Regions from separate parts of the Anas platyrhynchos genome. Here region 2 is linked to region 1. A link is a contact called in public Hi-C data. All regions are on one chromosome and are shown on one strand. The core of a region is the stretch at or near the end of the contact, and the rest is flanking DNA. Distances in the headings are between cores, read along the strand shown.

The links. Hi-C and Micro-C count contacts between places; a contact is called where the count stands out from the background.
Region 2: a contact with region 1 is called in a Hi-C map of liver, with 2.2 times the contacts expected there. The contact joins two enhancer-like sites. A contact is called at or near these places in 4 of 8 Hi-C or Micro-C datasets (F1 follicle, liver, small yellow follicle and 1 more).

What each region holds. Positions count from the first base shown.
Region 1 is chr7:16,345,288-16,352,273 of IASCAAS_PekinDuck_T2T, forward strand. All of the region lies in intron 38 of KALRN (kalirin RhoGEF kinase), which reads left to right. Among named protein-coding and RNA genes, the nearest start is that of UMPS, 85 kb to the right of the region's middle. Within about 2 kb of position 4,069, at least 2 of the 8 cell types and tissues checked have an H3K27ac peak or open chromatin away from gene starts, as enhancers often do.
Region 2 is chr7:16,407,681-16,414,666 of IASCAAS_PekinDuck_T2T, forward strand. KALRN (kalirin RhoGEF kinase) reads left to right here. Exons shown (of 64, transcript XM_072040795.1): 54 at 1,934-2,057; 55 at 3,369-3,428. Among named protein-coding and RNA genes, the nearest start is that of UMPS, 23 kb to the right of the region's middle. Within about 2 kb of position 3,056, at least 1 of the 8 cell types and tissues checked has an H3K27ac peak or open chromatin away from gene starts, as enhancers often do.

The sequences.
Region 1 (6,986 bases), core at 2,819-5,318:
TGTTTGTATGGCTCTGAACTAAAAGAAACATTTTATTAGGTAACAGTTGATTTATCTGGCACATAAACAGGTCATGGGGTTTTTATTAAATGAACAGTGTTCAGGCTCCCATTGTCAATATAAACATGCAGTATTAAAACAAGCAAACAAACAAAAACCCCTTTTCTCTGTTCCTAATACCGGTCCAACAGGGGTGTTCAAAGTCAGAATTTCATTGTACAGCATTTCAAAAGAGGTCACACAAACCCCTCCTACTAATGCTTAGTGCCTCGTGGCATCCTTGTTACAAGTTCAGGACATGACATATGTTGAAAAATCCCATCAGGAAAGCTTTTACTGCATTTTCACTCTGTTTCAATTATGATAGAGCAGCTGGAAACAAGTCGGCTAACAAGCATTTTGTAACATGGCAGTTCTCTGTAGGCTGACACCAAGGGCTTCCGGGCCCAGCTTGGGACCAGTGTTCCACCTCAATATACCAGGGGAAAAAATGAATAATGCTAAGGAATGGGAATAGAAAGACTAGAGAACTCAAAACTGCTTTGCTATTTCAGTCAGGTCATCCTTTCCTTTGGTTTTTCACTGCTGTGTCTTCTTCCTCTTGCTCTTGAAATGGTTGGTGGTTTTTGGCTTCACTTTCATGGACCTTCACAGCTTCTCCCCACATCACTTCTTTCTCCCTTAGAAGGCAACACCTGCTTGGGTGCTGGAATGATTGATGATGCCTCACTCCCTTATCAGCTGTTACCTTTTGGTCTTGGATCCTGTACTTTCTCCTACCTCATAGTAACCTGTGGGAGAACTCAGATAATCATAAAGTGTCCACTCTTGGTGTTGTCAATGCTTACACCTTCTCCTGGACTGCATCATCACCAAAATAATCAAAAATGAACAAATATTTAGCAACAAGTGGCAATATGGGTGATGAGATGTGATTTTTGTTCTTTTTAAGAGGTGGACCAAGATGAGCTAAAGCTGAATAGGAATATTCCTATCACTACAGCTGAAGCTCTGCCACTAATGGCAGATACATTAGTACATCCAGAAGACATAACTATACTGATAAATCCTTGTGCAGCCAAGCCCTAGAGGCTGTGTCGGTCCAAGCACCCCCAGAGCAAGTAGATAAGATAGGCACAGCCTGACCAAGCCTTGCAAGTACTTGGCCTCCACGGTGAGTCTCAGCAGATACAAGGCATGGGGCCGATTGTGTGCAGGCTGTTGGAGTCCTGTTCTGATAGCTCATGAACGCCACTACTTCTCTGACATGGTGTTTCTATTTCTTTCTTCCTTTTTTTTTTTTCAGTATGTCATCACTAGATATTTAAAGCTAGATTCAGCCACGTGGGTTTGTTTAAGACGTATCAGGTACCACTGAAGTCAATTATACTTATTGCTTCAGCTGTTCTGTTATCTAATCAAAGCCCAAGGCCTCCAGTGCTCTACCTGGAACTTTATTTTTGTGGAGAAGTACAATTTAGATGAATGCTTTGATAAAACAGGAAAGGCTATTTTGGGGGAAGTTGCTTTGCTTTTGTTCAGTGGATTTTTATTATTTTAAACACAGGAGTCTTTGTTTAAAAGAGAGAAGGCCTGCAAATTTTCTTGTTTACTTTGCCTTTGCTTCCCCTTCTGACAGGGGGTAAAACTTCATCCACCTAATCCCCTGTCAGCTTAACCCCAAGTTTCACTGTACAGTGGCCATGCTGATTTTTATTTTTTTTTTCACTGGGAAAGAAGAAAAAGGGGGAAGGGGGACTGGGATTTAAAATGCTGCAGTCAGCTGTGCTCATCAAGGATGCCAGAGGATTCAGCACCTGGTCTGGGTGGAAATTCAGCCGTGGTACACACCGAGCTGTAATCCACACCTGCTGTGATCACAAATAATCCGATCAGAAGGATTAGACGCTTGGACATAGCATGTGTTGGGCCTGATTCTCTGTATTAATGTGGGACCCTTTGACAGGTCACCCTCATGGTTCATGTACCAGGAGCAGCTTGGAGGGTACAACATAAAACTGGACAAAATCCAGTAGCTGATATTGCACAAAGGTCAGGCACCTGAGCTGAAGGTTTATTCTGGCATTACAGTCTCTGACAGCTTTATTATTGTGCAACTCATGCTCGGTTTTCTAATGCGTCGTTTACTGCGCCTTTGGGATTTTTGCTTAATTTGGCTGGGAGGCTGTCAGGGAACAGGCTTTCCTGGTAGCAGGTATAATATCGATTGCTCATACCTCTTCATTAACATACTGGCACCAGCATCTTAGGCTGTGGCTGAATATGGAATATAGAATTTCTGCCGATTGAGATAATAAATCTTTCTGCTTTTAGCATCGCATTAGTCAGCCAACTAAAACCCAACAAAAACTGGCAGAGAAACGCTACTAGTGGTCAAATGGGAAAGCATCAGCAAAAATGTAGTGCGGGATGTTTCCAAACTGCGTGGACCTGTAGGAGGACAGAAGCATTCGCACTTTGGAGGGTTAAGTGCTGGTCTTTGCAGAAGGAAACGAGGACCATGGTGTATCGCTGCCACGCAGCGCCTGTCAGCACTGCGCCCAGTGGTGCACATGAGTTGGCTGTTTCCAAAACGAAAAATCTTCTCTCAAGATAAAGAGTCATTTGTTTCCTGTAGATATGCTTGTGGGCTTGTTGGAGAGGCAGGTTTTAGAAAAGGGTACAGTTACTTATTGCAGCACTTCTGTTGCATGCAGAGTGTGGCTTGGCAGGTCCAGGCTTGGGTGGTGGAGCCCAGCGTGCAGTGGTCTGGGCAGGCTGGGTCTCCCCATCGAGAGCTGGAGCTCGGGAGAGGGAAAGCAGCTCTTGTGAGTCCCCCTCAAGCTCAGCACATGTTTTTCTCCTGCAGCCTGTGTGGAAGACCAGGGTCAGAAATTCTCCATGCTCTCCTGCCAAATTTCCCAGAGGGCCACCCCTTGCTTTCCAGGGGCAAGTTAAACCAACTCACATATTTAGGGCTCTATGCAATGGGATATGATTGTGCTCCTCACTGCAGGTGTTGAGAAGCCCCAGAGCACCCGTGTCTCTATCCATTTTCTGCAGAGAAGCAGGAACCTCCTTCCTTGGCTGCATGCTCACAGATGAAGGGGAGAACCTAGCTGCTTTGGTGGGTTTTGGGGGGTGGCCACAGCCTTCTCCTGGCCTTGTGAGCCATCTGTGACAGACTGGGAGTAGTTCAGCTGTGTACACCTAGACAAGGAAGACTGCTCTGGTTCTGTTTTCCCACCTTGTCTTCAAAGGCATGCTGCAAAAGAAATATTTAATTTGTATTACTAACGTATTGATTTCCTAATTGTTGGGACATCACAAAGGACAAGGTCAGTAAGATAGAACTACTAAGTAAACACTATACTTCTATTTCATTAAGTGAGACTGCTTTCTGGAGAAATCTGGGCTGTGCAGCGTCTCATATTGCCTGGGGAAGACCAGAGGCATCTCCCATCAAAAGGAGTCTGAGCCAGGAATGGCCTGTCCTGCCCAGTCCCCAGTTCTCCTGGTGCTCATCCCAGCATGTGTCCTTTCATAAAACAGCTGAGCTCTGAACTTCCTTTCCTGTAACAGGGTCAGAGCAGACAGAGGGGCCTTTGAAGGGACTCCGTGAAAAGCAGTGATCGAGTCTGAGCAGCAGTTGCTCTACTGAGGAAGGAGCCAGGCTCCTGCTGTGGTGCTGGGGAAACCAGGTATTTTCCAGGACTCCCCATGCAGTTATCCAGGAGAGGAGGCACCTATTGAGAATGGTCTGAATTTGGGGCCAGTTTCTTTTTAATAACTGCCTAGGGACTTTCTTCTTCTCCTTTGAGCTGAGTGTATTGTAGACACCAGAGCAAGCAGGCAGAGCAGAGTTTGCAGCATGAGTTTTTGTGCTGGCTCTGACCTGAAGCCAACAGCCATAATATCTCCACGCCTCTGCCCCACTAGTGAAAAACAAGCAGCCTGGAGGTATAAAAATAGCTCTTTGAGTAAAATCTATTTCCTCTCTATTTAGTCGTGTGTCTTGAGATACGTGTAGCGTGGTGGGAAGGGGGGAGTTGCTGTGCAGCGCTTGGCCCGTTGAGCTAACAGGAAGGTCACCGGCCGCCTTCGCTGAAAGAGCGGCGGGAGCATGTGGACGGCTTGTGTCTTGTGTTTCCTCTGAGGCCAGACTAAATTTAGCAGATTCGCAGATGGACATTGGACCGTAATCCATCTGGGACTGTGGGGAGAAGAGTGGGATCTGGGTTGTTTGCCTAGGCTTTTTGCTGCGTAACCAGCCCCAGCGAGCCACCATTCATTATTATGTCCCTCTTCTGCCTTGCTGAATGCGCTGCAACTTCCTCCCTGGTTGCTTGCCCTGAACTGTTTAAGCATGAAGGAAAAATAAAGACTGCTGGTTCTGTGTTTGTACTAACTCAAAGTCAGACTGTGGATATACTTTCTATAGCATCAACACAAGGGCTGAGCCTATAGATCGTACCTGTGAGATTTGTAGTAATGCAGATATTAACGATGAGGGCAAATCTCATTTAAGGCTTCCCAGCTTCCAGACAGTTAAAGGGATTAATCCTAAATGCAGTATTTACACCCTGCAAGGTCTGTACACTGCTGGGCTGGTCCTTCCGTTGCTAATCTTAAACAAATATTTTATGAGTGTGTTTTGAAGTGAACTAGCTAGGCTAAAAATCCCATTTCCCTGACCAGTCTGAACTAGAGCTAGGCAAACTGAAATGCAAAGCACATGTGTATTAAATAATGTATTTTAAGTAATTGAAATTATGTTTCTGTATATGTGCTTCAGCACACTGCACGGATTTGATATATTGATCCTGACACAAGAAGCCTGATTTTCCTGTCATTTACGCAAGCATTTTGACAGAGCAGTTATTCCCAGGTTACACATTTTGCAAGAAGAGCCTGAACCCATGTCAGCTTCACTTAGTTCAGATTAATCCCAAATTCAAGAAAGTATAGTTAATGTTGTTGTTGCTGTGATGATCTAGAAGTCTTAGGGCAGGATGTTATTTACATAAGTGCCAGTGTTTTTTGTTTTGTTTCCCATTCATATTAACTGGCCCAATAAAAGGCATTACTTCTTCTCACAAATACTGCCTTGCTTTAACTCCAGAACTGCATTTATCGTTTCTTCAAGGCAGAGCCCATGTTTGACTATATTTTCCCTAAATCTGTTTAAATAAGTCTCTTGCAGTTCAGAACACCTAAAGAATGGTTCCCTCTTTTATTATAAGAGATTAAACCATTCTTGTCTCTGGTTGTCCTCAGCATTTCTTAAGAGGCTCTATTTTACATATGTATCACAAATTCTTCATAAGAGCACTGAAGAATTATTGACTCTGCAGAATTGTAATGGAGTGAAATAAGCATTTCCTTTCCTTTCTGGATTTTAAAAAATACAAATTAAATTCCATGCAGTCTCAAACAGTAGAGGGATAATTGCTTGCAGATTGCAGTGAGGGTTGGGATGGCCTCCAGTCTCTCTAAAGGTGTGCGGTCAAACAGAAGCAGCAGTGATACTCTATCCAAGACTTCCCATAACAAAGCAGCTCTGATTTCATCTCCTCACCAATGCAATTTGCAACTCATATATGCTGTTGACTCCTGTTTTAATGAAGAGGACCCAGTGTTCCACGTTTCTCACCAATAACATTTAACTGCCCGATGCCAAATTAAGTTTTTGTTGCCCTTTGCTTTTGTAAACCAAAGAAATTAAAAGTTAGATAGTAGTACCCAGTGTTTCCATTTCAAGGGCATTGTTCTATTTTCTAGAGTAGGGAGGACCGCTGAAATCTTTTAGCTCAAGCTTTTTCTTTCCCATAGATCATTTTTTAGAAGTGTTCTTAGGTCCTCATACATTTCAGTTTTATTCCTTGCAGACTGTGCCCAGCTCGTTATTTTTTTCTGCAGATTTCACATATCTTCAGATTTTTAAGCTAATGGTTGCATTTTGCCAAGGAACATATACCCAGTTTCCTTGGAAATCTATGGGAATTACATTTAGGTATCAGAGAACAGAATGCAGCCTTAAGAGCCAAATGTCATTCTTCAGAAAAGCACTGAGGAATTCATTAACTCTGCAGGACTCAGTGAAATAAGTACGTTTTTACTTCCCCAGACTGCAAAAAACAAGTTTCATGCGGTATGAAGGAATCAAGGTGCTCTTGCTGCAAAGAAAGGCCTTTCTAACCTGTGAAAAAGCTTAGTAAAAAAAAAAAAAAAAAGTTTGTGCATGGATGGCAGGGAAGTGCAGTTCAGGCTTTTCACTACAGGAATCTTCATGGGTGTTTCACATCTGCTCAAATAAATCTGCCTCATGTGTGCTACACAGACATGCTGCTGCTCCATGGGACAACTGCTTTGGACAGAGCCTTCACCTGAAAGTTGTACACCTTCTGCAGTGTACAGTCTTTCCTTATATTCAAAAATGTGTCTTTCTGCCCATAAAGATGCACATTCTGCTCTCCATCACCATCCATCAAAAAAACGTGCTAGGGGACATGCAGGAATGCCAGAGATGGGCCTGATCTTAGCAGCACTGGGGACTGGTACTTCTCTCTGCTGAGCAAAAGATAGCCAGCCAGATGGAAGTACCCATTTTGTCTGACACAGAGAGACTGAATCTGAACCATCAAACCTGCACACCGTGCCTCCCCAAGCAGTCAGGATCTACCACAGCGAGTGGGATCACTGAGACTAAGAAATAATGCAGGTGATGCATCTGTCATGTACCCTGAGGCTCTTCCACTAAATTATTGCCAATAATGGCAGGAGAAACAAGGCAGATCAAGGAACTGATCTGGACTAAAAGAAACTTTTTTTTTCTTTTTTTTTTTTTTTCCCCCCATCTTAGGTTAATTTTAACCTGGATCCATGTGTGGATCAGATTCACTGCGAGGCTGCACAAACATTTCTGTTGGCACAGGGAAGAGGCAGGAAGGCACAGGCACCTGGGAGAGACAGAAAAGGCAACAATG
Region 2 (6,986 bases), core at 1,806-4,305, 61 kb after region 1:
AGACGTTGATTTCATGGCAGCTGTGCAGTCAAATTCTGCAATACAGTCATATGAATTGGGGCCAGGAAGGAATACCAGAATTGAAAGACACATGTATTGCACTTCTCTCTCAGTCTTAAATCATGTTTTCGGACTCAGAGCTAAACCAACCCTGCAACTTAAAAAGAAGCCTGAATGTCTTTCTAATATAAATCCAATGGGTTAAAAATGCAGCTGTTTTCAGCCCTGTCTAGTCTGCCAGATCACGTGGAGTTAAAAGTAATAAAACTGTTTCTTCTGTTGACAAATATTATACACAAAATAGGTGTTCAATCCAGTAGTGTTAGCATCATGATAGGTGAGGGTCAGGGAGTCCATCAGCCATGTCCTTGACTCTTTATCATGTCATAAAGGAAAATAAAACAGTCCCGAAGTGCTGGATAATGCCCCCTGGTCTGCACACCTAATGCAGACCTCCCCCCAAAAATGCCCAAATACCAAGCCATCCTTCCTGCCCAGCCAGGGTGTGCAGGGAGTGTTGGTGCTCCTTGTGCCAAAATACAACTGCCCCTGCCAGCCACCAGCTCCATGCCACTGGTAGGCACCTGGCCCACGGTGCTGCCACACCAAAAACAGTCCCCATGAACCATTTTGGTCTTACATCAGTGCAGCCAGTTCCTGGGAGGCCCTTGGGTTTACTTCTTAAAAAATAAGCTATTGTACAGCTCCAGCCAGGCGCTGAAATACAAAAAGATGCTTATGAATCATCGTCAGTGATCATGGGGGAGCATCGGCTGTGCGGGGTGTCCTTCAAGTCCTACCTTGCTAACATACTGCATTTTATTGGCATCGCAGGTGATCGTTGGATTACATGCAACTTGCTTTGTAAAATGTATCAAGGTACTGTAGACGTGACATGACATGTGCCAAACATTGGGCTTAAAACATGCAAATAAAATTTGCATGACTTAAAGGTGGGCAGATGCTTTGAACCTGGATCCCAGCTCATCACACTGCTGTTTTGAGAGCTTTCAGCTTTGGACAACATACCACTTCCCAAATCCTCCCCCACCTGCCCACTATTTAAACCAAATGAATTCCATATTGAGAAGTGTTTTGTTTTGTTTTTTTTCTTTCTTGATTTTTTTACGTCTGCTTTGATATGCAATTTCTGTTGTTGACACAGCATTGCTCTTACAAAGGGTGACATGATCTTTTTTTTTTCTTTTTTCCAAGAGTAAGGTCACAGGCACAGTAATGAGGGGTGAAAAATATTCTGGAAATCATGCCTGCTGTGATTCTAGTCAAAAAGCATGGACTGATTGATGTCCTCTCTATCCCGATTGGCAAAATCAAATATTACACTAATGGGAAATTATTGGTCTTGAGAAGCAGAGCAGAGCTTGTCATTCTAGGAAAGTACTTATCTCTTGGAAAGTTAGTGATGTAGCTCCCATTTTCTGAGCTATTCATGTTCTGAGTAACATGTAGGGAGCAACACCTTCAATTTCTTAAATCTTTTTATTTGCTCAACAAAGTAATCTATTAAGATGGTTCTCATTTATTACATTTGTTGCTTTTAACCAACAAGACTGAGGACTGAATTGACCTGTTAACTATAGCAAAAATAAAATAAGTCTCTGTTTGTGGCAATGCAAGACAAAGTCCCTGAAACCAGCTGACCGAGTTCTAGTTGCCTGCTTCCATCATGGGATATTTTTTCCTGCTCCATGCATTTAAACAGCAAGTGTGGCACAACATCTGCTTTGCAGAACACTTTGGTTTGTTTTTTAACTTCAACTCTCATTGCTCAAGTAGAGATAGGCGTATTGCCGGTGGCTTCCACCTTCTAGGGAATTGCAGTAATCGCAAATGTGGATGCTGGTTCTCCTTTCCCAATCCTTCCTTCCTGCTATGATTTGCCATTTGATTGCTGCGTTTTTTGGTACAACAGGAAGTCATGTTCATGGCATACCCTGCGCATGAGAAAGCGGGCGGAAAAGGAGAGCAGTGGCAAAAATGAAGCCAATGGGCCACGTAAATCCAAGGATATTCTGGGGAACAAAGTCTCTGTTAAAGTGAGTAAGGCCAACGGAAAGCTGTGTGCCACTCTCCTGCTTCCCATCCTTTTCACCCCCTACAGCATCCTCTCCTGAGAGAGGGAGGGGGCGGCAATTTTGGGTTGTGTTTTTGTTTTTTTTCCACTTCAGTTATCTTTTTTTTTTTTTTTTTTTTTTTTTTTTGTAGTATCCATTTTAGCAGGATTTTTGCATGCAAGATAAAATGCAGCCTTTGTTTTTCATTTTCTTTTTCCTGGCATCCCATACACAAGTAAGTAATCTTCATTAAAAGACTATGTATGAGGTTAAATAACTGTTCTGTAAATAACTGAAAACAGTGAGTGACTTTCCTCTGATCTAGCCCAATCTGCAGCTCCATCAGAGCAACTGCAGCGGTGAGAAAGCCGCCGGGTGAAATGACTGCCTTTTTAATGTTGACAAGTTTTCCTCAGGCCAATATTTCCCCACATATTATGATAAGGGGCTCTCTACCTTGAGATGCTAAAGAAGTTCACTGTGGGGAGATGGTCTGAATGACCTCTTTATTTCCATATCACCAGACAGGGAAGAGATGCTGACTTGGTCTTGCCAGGAGAGGGTTTTGTGTGTGTCCGTGTGTGTGTGTGTGTCCGTGTCTGTCTCTCTCTCTCTGAGATCTCCCAGTGTGGAAAAGGTTGAGAACGGTGGGGTTAAGCTCCATCTTCTGCATTGAGTGCCTGACTTCTCTGCTCCAATTGAGAGGATCCATCTCTATAAACCAGCCATGAGGCCTGCTCAGGACTAATCTGGGGCTATCCCTCCCAGCAGAGGCAAGCAAACAAATACTCACAACCAAAGCCCAGCCTTGATGCAGGAAAGCACTTGAGCATGTACTATGGATCCACCCCTCTCCAGGAGGGCCCATGATTAAGTGTTTTCCTTTCTGGAGGCTTTCCCTCATGTATGCCTCTTGAAACAGATGGCATGTGCAAAGAGAAGCCCTGCCACTGCCACCCGGCTGCCCCTTGCACCCAGAGCTAAGGGCAGCAGCTGCTGCAGCATGGTGGTCACGGGGCTTCCTTCTCCTGCTTCCTTGCTGTTGTACTGCCCGAACGACTTGCAGAATCACTGCCTTTCCTCTGGCAAAAGCATGTCTTCGCCTTTACTTCTCTTGTTTTGTTGTTGGTTTGGTTTGGGTTTGGGTTTTGTTTTGTTTGGTTTTTTTTGGAACATATTCTGTCCTGTTATTCATCCCCATGCTGCTCACAACTCCTTGCTGCTCTGCCCTGTCTAACCAATCTCTCCTCTAATCTCTTGTTCTCTTTCTTCCTCTTCATGCTGCCAAACAAGGAGACAAACAGCTCAGAGGAGTCAGAGTGTGATGACCTTGACCCCAATACTAGCATGGAGGTAGAGACAATCATCCTTGTCATTATTTTTGTCCAAGAACATGTGCCTGTTTTGAAATGCCTGTGCTGGAAGGGGAGCTGGTGGGTCTGCATCGCTCATGGACATATGTGCCAATTAAACATGAGTCACACAAAGCACCAATTCTGTTTTTGCCAACCAGTCAACTGGAGTTCAGGCTACCTTTGTGATAGCAGCAGTGGAGGAAGCTGAGGAACAAGTTCTTGCTGAGCTGGAGGCTTACAAAGCCGCCCTCAGTCGCTGCTTCCCACCTGGGACCTCGCTCAATGAAATGATCGTGCATGCCTGTCAGCTACCAGTAAATGCAGCAGCTCTCTATTTTAAAAACACCCACTGTCCTGGCAACACATGCTGGGCTGCTAGTCAGGCTTGTGTTGTGAATTACTGGAGCAAACGTTGTTGCACCAAGCTGGTGCTTTAAATCTAGATCAGAAAATAAAAGTGTGTTTGTTTTTTTTTTTTCCCTAGAAGTTGCTGTCACTTAAAAAATGGGAAATTGCATTTCTGAAAGGTACTGAAAGATCTTGGTAAAATTAGTTGCTTTTATGTACCTGTATCATAGGTAAGACTGTAGATAAGTGGACCCAACCTGTGATGCATTACATGACTCTTTATTTCCAGTGTGAAGCCACCGATTTTAGTGGAGTGACCAAGACATGCCTTGCTGAGAGAGTCAGAAAGAGCTTAAAATCATGAGAGCTGCATGTCTGGCTCTTCTCAATTAATATCTTGCAGAGCCCATTTTTCTGTGTATGGTGACCACACTAAACACCTGTGTACATTGTACCACGGCTGAGGCTTCTTACTGAAACAGGCGAGGAAAAGGTTCAGCAAGACCTCCATGATTTTGCAGAGATAGTAGAGCAGGTCATTGGAGAAGAGGGATATTGCACCTCCAGGAAGCTGTTAGCCAGATTGCACTACAAACGTCACACAAAAGAAAGCTGACCTTCCTCCTGGGGTTAAAAAACAGCAGAAGTGTATTGGGATGTACCACCTCAGCTACTAACCTGCAGGTTCTCTTCTGTTGTAATTGTGTTGGCATCAGTAAATACATCTTTGAGAAAAGGACGTGTGTTAAAGGAAAGCTTTTGACCCAGCTGACATGCTGGAGATTGAATGATATTTGCCACTAAAGCTCCATTATTCTTAGGAGTGTCTTTGCATTTTCAAAAAGCATTTTGCCAATCACAGGTAACAAATAGAAATATATGTATTTGGTACAAGGCAGTGCCCAGTTACTGCACATAAATCTATGTAAGCTTTAGATCATTGGAAATTGCTCTGTGGAATGAAAAACAGCTGAGACACAGGCCTGATGTACAGAGCTGGGTGAGGATTGCCATCCAGAGGGAGCAGACCAAGGGCAGGCTCCAAAACATGCATGAGGGAAACAGCCCTAGAAGTGGTATTGTTGCAGCACAGTCTGCAGTGTCTGGGGTTTTCGCTGCTGGCCACACAGTTGTTCTCCTTGTCCCTTTATTATGAATGTTGTGATGCTCCTTTTCAAATGTGTTGTGAGAAATGTATTAACATTTGGCCTTGGATTAAGGCCTCCAGGAGCTAAAGCCTTTTCCCATTAAAACAGAAGCAAGGCAAGCTTTTTCCACGCCTAGAGCCTGATGCAGGATATTCTGACCATTGGGCAGGAGATCTGTGGAGGAAGTCAGACAGTGATGGCAGAGCATCAGGAGGTCTATGCAGAGATGTCTAAGCTGCAGAGCAGCTGGCTAGCACACCTCACAGCACAGGTCTCAGCATGGGCTGCGAAATCTCTTCTCAGAGGAACTGCAGCTGGATCTCTGGCAGCTCCCAGGGCTGGTGGGCTCTCCAGGCTCTTTCTAGTCTGCATTCCTCTCCTCTGGTGATGGTTTCAGTTTTAAGGCTTGTCAGTGAGGGGAAAGCAACATTGGCAAGCCCTTTCAACATCATTTATCACAACCTCCAGCTCCTTTCCTGTGGCAGGCTCACCATGAAGACTTTGAACCTGACCCAGTCCATGGGGGAAACATTAGTCCCTTGCTTTTTCAGGTTCTTGTGTCCCATGATTGTGCTTGTGCCTGCACATAGTATCAGAACAGGACTGTCAAATCCTCCGTCAGCCAGTGTGTTTTCAGTCTCCCCTGGGGGCTGTACCTGATACAGAGGGAGTGGGGCAGCTGGTGTACGTCCTTAACCATATTTTGCAGGAAAAAAAAAAAAAGCTGACTTGTCTGGCTTTGTGTCCCATGCACATAGTGAAAACCAGCCTCTCACCAGGCTCCCCCTTCTCTCTTCCAGGGGTGCATGGCGAGGTGGTGAGCTCCTAGGCCAGGAGCATCACCGGATGCCCGTGGTGGGGGCAGACCTGGCTCTGACACCTGGCTCAGCTTGTGACAGTTTCATAGGCTCAGCGTGTGACAATCTCACAGTCTGTTGGAGTGCTGGCAGGAGAGCTGTGTCCTGGCCCAAACACCACCATTTAGAGGCCCACGCAGCCTACCCGTGTCATTAAGGAGGAGGCCTCTGTACTTAGAGCCCTGGGCGAGTCACCCAGCTTCTCCTACAGGGCTGTCACCCCTAACACACTGGCATCCCTCGTCCCGTCATACGTGAGAACATGCTCCCAGTGCTAGAAGAGAGAGCAGGCTCTAAATGCAAAGAAGCCATATTAATTAGTTGGAAGTGTTGGTGCATTTTACCTCCAGCCTGTTTCCTGTGCGAGAAGTCAGTAAGCTGGTTGTGATAGATCCATGAAGTCCCACGGCTGCTGCAGTCTTTCAGGTCCAGCTTTGGTTGCTATTTATAAAGTACCACGGATCTGTTCAGTAGAGTCCAGATTACTGAAGCACTTTGGCTTTGTTTTGTTTCAAGGGGAAATAGAAAGAAGGAAAGAAATGTGAAGAACATATAATGAGAGCAAAAACCTGGAATTGTGAGTGACTTTTCAAAGAGCTAAAATGCTATTACTGTATTTTTATCTGCATAGGGACAGGCTAGCCCTGGAGAACTTTCCATTCTTTGTAACTTGGAATAGAAATTGTATCTCTTGGTGGCTGTTTCTTTTCTTGTAGTTTATCAATATGTAATGAAAGCGGACAAGAATGGAAACGAAATATGGTGGTGTTTTGTTTTGTTGGGTTGTGGGTTTTTTTCCTAGTTTCTATTTTGTGCAATTGTTACACAAAACAGAAGGTGTAAAGTCACCTGTCAGGCATGTGGAGTGTAGGAACAGGAATGTGAGGAGCAGTTGTAGCCACGTGAAGGATAGGAGTAACCTATGTTTAAGAAAGATCAGAGAGTCCCTTTCCACGTGTCTGTAGCTAATTGCACAGGGACAGGCAGTTCTCCTTCTGGGAAGAAGGTGTATGTCCTTGTGAATCAGTGAATATCGTCCACACCCATGTCTGGGGTCCTGGACAATGACACAACTAATTGTCGTACAATTTGGTGTCATAACACCTGCTGGGGTTTCAATATTGCTGAGGAGGTCAGAAGTCACCTGTACAGATCCTACCAGGCCACATGTCTCTCCTCTGAGCAGATGTCCTCCCAGCAGTC